Regions from separate parts of the Ovis aries genome. Here region 2 is linked to region 1. Evidence: chromatin contacts called from public Hi-C data. All regions are on one chromosome and are shown on one strand. The core of a region is the stretch at or near the end of the contact, and the rest is flanking DNA. Distances in the headings are between cores, read along the strand shown. Region 1 holds the start of LGALS3BP (galectin 3 binding protein). Region 2 overlaps TIMP2 (TIMP metallopeptidase inhibitor 2).

Region 1 (3,328 bases), core at 544-3,043:
GGACGGAGAGCAGTGGAGAGACTGGGCTGGGGGTGGGCGCTGGGCGGGCCGGGGAGAGGGCTGAGGGCTAAGAGCCAGGCCTCTGCCTGGGCAGCTGGGTGGGGCTGGGGGGAGACTGGGGGAGGGGAACGAGATGAGAGGACACTCCTGGCCTGGCACTGCCACGAGGTCAGTGTCCCCAAGAAACAGAGGCTGGAGGAGGTGGGGGACCACCAAGGCCACACAGCCAGCCCCGGGGAAGGGGAGCAGGGGGGACCCAAGTCTCTCCGCTTTTGCCGGGGGTCTTGCCTCTGTAACTCTCACAGCTCCCTTTTTCTCTTCGCCCACATCCTGCCCCTCACCTGCCTCCCTCCCTTCATGTCCGCATACCAGCACAGTGAGGTGGGAAGAGGGGCATGGAGGGGGTGCAGAGAGCCCTGCTGCTCTGGCCCAGAGAGGGCCTTGCGACACCCACGCCCCGCCTCAGGGCCCAGCCAGCAGGGCTGTGGCTGCTGTTGTTGCACCCCTCGAGTCAGGGCCTGGTAACCAGACCCTCCGGGGGCTCCCAGGCACGAGGGTCTGCCGACACTGAACACAGTCCCTGGACCAGACTGCTCACACCACTGGCTCATGGAATCCTGACCACGACCTTGAGAAAGACCTTGTTGATCCCACCTTCAAGTGAGGGGGCTAAAGCCCGGAAGGGTAGCCAGCTCTGCTCACACAGCTGGGGAGCTGTGGGTGGTGAGTGGCCATGGGGGAATCTGCCCAGCAGCCACCCTCTCTTCATTACACTGATGGCCGAGTGGCCAGGATGACCAACCACCCAGCACACCAACTGTCCTGGTTTTCGCACTGGAAGTCCCATGTCCTTGGACATACCCTTGGTCCTAGGCACATGGGGACAGCTGGTCACCCTCTGCACTCTCCAGAGAGTGGCGGCCACCAGCTTTGCTCACCCTGAGACACGAACCCAGGGTCCCAGGCAGATGGCCAATCAGGCACTTGGCTCATGGTATGCAAATGTCACTGCCCCTCCGGCTGGCTCTGGCCACCCATTTTTGCCTGACTCATTGGAGAGATGGGGCAGAATTGTCTGCCTGGGGCCATTCCACACTCTTGCGCAAATTGGGGAAAGGTGCAGCCTGAGCTGAAATGGCAACCCACTCCAGTACTCTTGCCTGGAAAATCCCATGGATGGAGGAGCCTGATAGGCTGCAGTCCATGGGGTCGCTAGGAGTCAGACATGACTGAGTGACTTCACTTTCACTTTTCACTTTCATGCATTGGAGAAGGAAATGGTAACCCACTCCAGTGTTCTTGCCTGGAGAATCCCAGGGACAGGGGAGCCTGGTGGGCTGCCGTCTGTGGGGTCGCACAGAGTTGGACACGACTGAAGCTGCTTATCAGCAGCAGCAGCAGCAACAGCCTGAGCTGAAAAGCACTGATCGGAGAGAGCGCCTCGGCTGAACTGCTTGCCCCTTTGGGTGGTCTCCTTGTGCACCAGTGAACAACCTGCCCAAATGGACAGAGAGACACAGGAGCAGCAGTGATGGTCCCTAGTTTCAGGAGGAGCATCAGATCCCTAACTGAGCACAGGCAGGGAGACTTGGCCACTGTAAGATTATACTGTATAAAGAGAGGGACACCCACCTGAGAGCAAGAGGTTACCAGCTTACCTGCCTGGGGCACCTGCAGATGGCTGTCCTAAGGCCTCCCACTTGCAAAGGAACGTCCAGCCCAAAAAAACCCTCCCAGTACAGAGTGTGTCAGGTTGGTCCCAGGAAGTGCTTCAGAAAGCTCAGTCTAGTTTCGATTTCGAGAAACCACCTGACCCTGTTTCCTTCTGGGGTTGGCTGCTGCCAAGGCTTCCTGCTCCCCTCCCCGCCCTTGGCTCTGACTGGGGGCGGCTGGGATGGCGGTGGGGAGGATGGCAGCCGCCCAAGGCTGCAGTCTGGCTGATTCTGCTCTGGTTACAGAGCAAGGCAGCGGCGCCAGGGGTGGGTGCTGGGGGAAGGGAGAGGAAGGGCAGCAGGCGTCAGCGGTCAGAAGAGCAGAGGATGGGCGTGGACAGGTTCTGTCTGCATCCAGGGACCCTGGGCTCTTTCACTGCACGCCCATGCCCGTCTCCTGGGTCTCACATGTTGCTGGGGGCAGCGGTAGGGGGGCTGCTCGCTCGGCTCTAAGCACTTGACATGCCTGGCCTGAACATCTCATCCCTCTGGGGCAGGGGCAGAGCCTCTGGGGTGGACTTTGTTCTGCCCCTCCCACACCCACTCCCTTTCCTTCCCTCTGACAGAGAGCCTGCACCTCGATTTCCCCTGGGGAAGCACTCTGGATCTGGCCTGAGTCTGGCAGGTTGGAGACAATGGTGTCAGGGAGGTGTTGTGATCCCAGCCCTCTGAGGGGTCAGTTTTAGACTGCTGGAAGGAGACCCTGTAGGGAGCAGGCGGCCTGGAGGCGCTGATGCCCCTGGTGCCCCCGACTGTGCCCTGAGGAAAGCCCAGCTGAGGATGCAGGTGAGGGCAGAGCTGAGAGAGGGAGGAACCTAGGTCCTGATGCTATGGTTTGAGCACCTGTGTCCCCCTGGCCTGAACTCAAGGCCAAGCCCTGGCTTCAAGGCCAGATGAGGCGTCAACATCCTATTTTGCTTCTGTCTTTTGCATCCCAGGTTCTGGACGAGAGTTATCCCCTAGGAATGTCCCCAGGTCTCTCTAACCTGCTGGCTGTCACCATGGTCGGCTCCTGAGAATCACCCAGGAGTCTCACAAACTCCCAGCGTCCAGATCCACAATCTCTGGGGTGGGGACAGGCGTTGGCCTTAAAGCCTTGCAGGTGGTTCTATGTACAGCCAGGGCTGAGAACCATCAGTAGGGAGACAGAGTTTCCCTGGCAGCTCTTGAGTCCAAGAGAGTGAGCCCTCGGGTCAACCATCCAATGACTATTTGCCCAAAACGTGAGGTTTGAGGGGACTATGGGCTTATATGATCCCCTCCAAAGAAGCTGTAAAGCTCCGTGGGGGGAAAGGGGAGTGGAGCCGCAGAAACAGAAGCGGCAGAAGAGACTGGAGAGATTTAACATCCCACCCAACTGAAGGAGCCTCAGTGCTGGCTGTCACAGAAACCCTGGCCTTGTCACTTCTAGCCTCCATTGGTTCCTTGCCCCAGTAAGGAGCTGGTCAGGGTCAAGAGTGCAGAGGAAGTCCTTTGGGAGGAACTGGTGGCGATGTTGGAAAAACCCAAGCTGCCGAAGGGTTTGGGATCAAAGCAGGGGTGATGTTCCCCTCCGGCCTTTCCAGTCTTCTGCCCACTAAGGGAACTGGAACAAGAATTGAGGCCATCTGCTCCAG
Region 2 (3,328 bases), core at 322-2,821, 91 kb before region 1:
TTCAAAAACAGCCGTAATTTTTTCTAGACCTCATGCTGAAGCTGATGCTCCAATACTTTGGCCACCTGATGCGAACAGCTGACTCACTGGGAAGACCCTGATGTTGGGAAAAACTGAAGGCAGAAGAAGAGGAAGGCGACAGGGGATGAGATGGTTGCACGGCATCACCAATCCAACAAACACGAACTTGGGCACACTCCAGGAGACGGTGAGGGACAGGGAGGCCCGGCGTCTGTGGAGTTGCAAAGAGTTGAACGCAACTTGACAACCCAACACACACACAGAGCCATTTTCTAAAGAGTACAGAATAGACAGGGGGCTAAATGGACAATGGCAAGTAACTCTTTCCTACATCGTGGTTTCTTCTGGCATGGACCTTGCCCGGCCTGGTCATTCAGTAGAGGCAGGCTGAGTACTCATTCCAGTCGCTCCCTCCAAACTTACGTAGCAACTTCCCCTGAATCATGTGACTGGCATCAGCCTCCCACATCACATTGTTCTCTGCCTCTCTTGCATAGCGTGTTCTCGAATCAAGTCACAAGCACAAAGGGTAATGGTTGTGTCTTAATCCTTTTTTTATCCATAGTTCCTTGCACATGATAATGGCTCAGTAAAAGTTTACTGATGATGACATGGTTATTTGTTCTAACAATGTGTTCCAATATCTTTTTTTTTTTTTTTTTGCTGTCTTCCTTTTTAAACCTTTTCACCACCAATTCAAGCTTCCACAGAGAGTGGGGCAAAGGCAGGGCATGGAGATGAAATGCAAATTTTTTCTTTTTAAAAAATTTTGATTTCCTTATTTTGGGCTGTGCTGGATCTTTGTTGCTGTGTGCGGGTTTTCTCTAGTTGCAGCGAGCAGGGACTACTCTCTAGCTGCAGAGAGGGCATGGGCTTCTCATTGCAGTGCTTTCTTCTGTTGCAGAGCACGGGCTTCAAAAGTTGCAGCACGAAGGCTTAGTAGTTGCGGCACACGGGCTTAGCTGCTCTGCAGCATATGGGATCTTCCCGGACCAGGGATAGAACCCATGTCCTCTGCATTGCCAGGCAGATGCTTGACCACCGGACCACCAGGGAAGTCTAAAATTGTGTATTTTCAATGGCCCCAGTTCCCAGTTCCCATGAGCTTTAAATGTCATGTGTAAATGGTGTAGCATCTCAGAATGTTAAGAAGAGACGCCTTTCAGTAGAGATAATTAAGACTTGATTTGGTACGTGAGCATCTGTCTGCCTTGGAAAAAAGCAAAGCCTTTCTTGGACACAGAAAAACAGGAATTAATTAAAATTTGTAACTGAGGGCTGTATGTTTACTTTTCTTTCCGGAGATGAGGACTGGAGAAGAAAATGACAGGGCCGAATCTATAACAGTCCCTGAATACAAGCGTCTCGCGGTGCCAACTCGACATGTGAAGCTGAGTCATCAGCCCAGGAGGAGGTGGGCTGCCCCAGGCTGTGTGGTCACTCGTGGGGCCGCAGCCAGCGCTGGCTGAGTGATTTTCTGTGCCCCGTGATTCTTGGTTAGCCCGTTGTGACTCCAGGAAAACAAGATCTAGATTCTGTGCTTCAGAAAGTAAACACCAGATTGAATCCAGAGCCGCCTCACCGAGCCAGGGAACGAAGCCGGCTTAGAGAGGTTCCTCTGTAATGGGGTGAGTCAGCAGCCAGTGGAAGGGCCTTTTATTAATCTTACGCTCCACGGCCAGTCAGGAAACTAAAATGTGCCCCACGTTGCTTGCTTCCAATGTGAAATGTGTGGTAGCTTAAGACGATAGCTTCTCAGGTGGCACAGGGGTAAAGGATCCCCTTGCTAATACAGGAGACACAGGAGTTGCAGATTTGATCCCTGGGTCGGGAGATCCCTTGGAGAAAGGAATGGCAACCCGCTCCAGTATTCTTGCCTGGAAAATTCCATAGGCAGAGAAGCCTGGCGGACTGCAGCCCACGGGGTCGCAAACAGCAGGACACGACTGAGCATGCTGGCACTAAGGTGACAGGCACACAGTTATCAACTGAGTGCATCTTCAGACATTTTTAGTTTTCCTTAGAAGTGAAGCTACAATTTGGATGCTTTCTGAAGTTTCTGAAATGTATGAGGCCGTTACTCGGGCAATTGTTTTCTCATTCAGCCTGGGGACAGCTGAAGGGGCTGGGGTGTGGGATCAGTTTCACAGGTCACGTACATATTACATGTTAAATAGCCTTTGATGGCAGACATGAACAGCTGAGCTGACACGTGAGTGAAAAGAAATGTTATCAGAGAGTGACTGAAATTATGGGGCTTTCTGCGTTTGACTCACCATGTTCCCTTTGGACATGAAGCCTCTCCCTTTCAGAAAAGGGTCTAAGCACAATGGATGTTCCTATCACATCTCCCAGGAGAAAGAAAAGCAACTACCAGGAAAACAATCATCGCACCGCCCTCCACGCCTGTCCTGGATCCACCTTCTTAGCAGCCCCGTGGTTTCCTCGCACTCCTGTGATAAGCAGGGCAGGATGGGACCCAAGCCCCACGCTCCAGAGAGACCTCGCCAGGGCTCCTGACTGTTGGACATAAGCCCTCTCCCCATCCTGCCCTGGGATCCAGCCAAAGGGCCCTGCGGTCTGGACCACCCATCTCGTGGAATAAAAGAGCAGTGTCACTCTCCTCAGGATCTCTGAGCAAAAGGCAGGTCTGACTGCCTGGGAAGGGCCCCAGAAGATGAAAATCATGCCCAGAGGCCACTGTGCAAGGGGGGTGACTGACCTCGGCTGCTATGGCTAGGCCCTCCTGAGTGTGTGCAGACTGGCTCTTTGGCACCTCTAGAACAAAAGGTCTGCCTTTGACCCAGAGCACGGTAGGTTCTCAGCCCTGGCTGTGCACTGGACTCCCCTGGGGAGCTTTACCAATGCTCTGGGGATGGGAGCCACCCCTACAGATGGTGCTTGAATTGGTCTGGGGAGCTGCCTGGGCATCAGGAATTTTGCAAACTCCCTGTGGAATTCCAAGGAGCAGTGGAGGCGGAGGACCGCTGGGTTAGGCGTCAGGGCAACGAGACTTCTAAACCTGGACCAGTAATGGCGGAAGCCAAGTGTAATAGACCCAAGAGCCGGGCTGTTGTTGTGTGGTTGCTCAGCTGTATAAGACTCTTTTGCAGCCCCATGGACTGTAGCCCAACAGCCTCCTCTGTCCGTGGGGTTTCCTAGGCAAGAATACTGGAGTGGGTTGCCATGCCCTTCTCCAGGGGATCTTCCTGACCCAGGAATCTAACACTGCATTGGAAGACAGATTCTGTACCACTGAGCCACCAAGGGTTATGCTGAAAGTGAAAGTTGCTCAGTCGTGTCTGAC

What was found. A called contact is a pair of places that touch in the nucleus more often than the background predicts.
Region 2: a contact with region 1 is called in a Hi-C map of hypothalamus, with 2.8 times the contacts expected there. The contact joins the enhancer-like site here to the promoter of LGALS3BP in region 1. A contact is called at or near these places in 11 of 16 Hi-C or Micro-C datasets (blood, hypothalamus, liver and 7 more).

Annotation. Positions count from the first base shown.
Region 1 is chr11:52,754,497-52,757,824 of ARS-UI_Ramb_v3.0, reverse strand. It overlaps LGALS3BP (galectin 3 binding protein), which reads right to left and starts at 1,793. Exons shown (of 5, transcript XM_060395828.1): 1 at 1,659-1,793.
Region 2 is chr11:52,845,059-52,848,386 of ARS-UI_Ramb_v3.0, reverse strand. All of the region lies in intron 3 of TIMP2 (TIMP metallopeptidase inhibitor 2), which reads right to left. Among named protein-coding and RNA genes, the nearest start is that of USP36, 15 kb to the left of the region's middle. Within about 2 kb of position 1,571, at least 18 of the 54 cell types and tissues checked have an H3K27ac peak or open chromatin away from gene starts, as enhancers often do. A contact at or near this core is called in hypothalamus and tail adipose tissue, where this site is marked.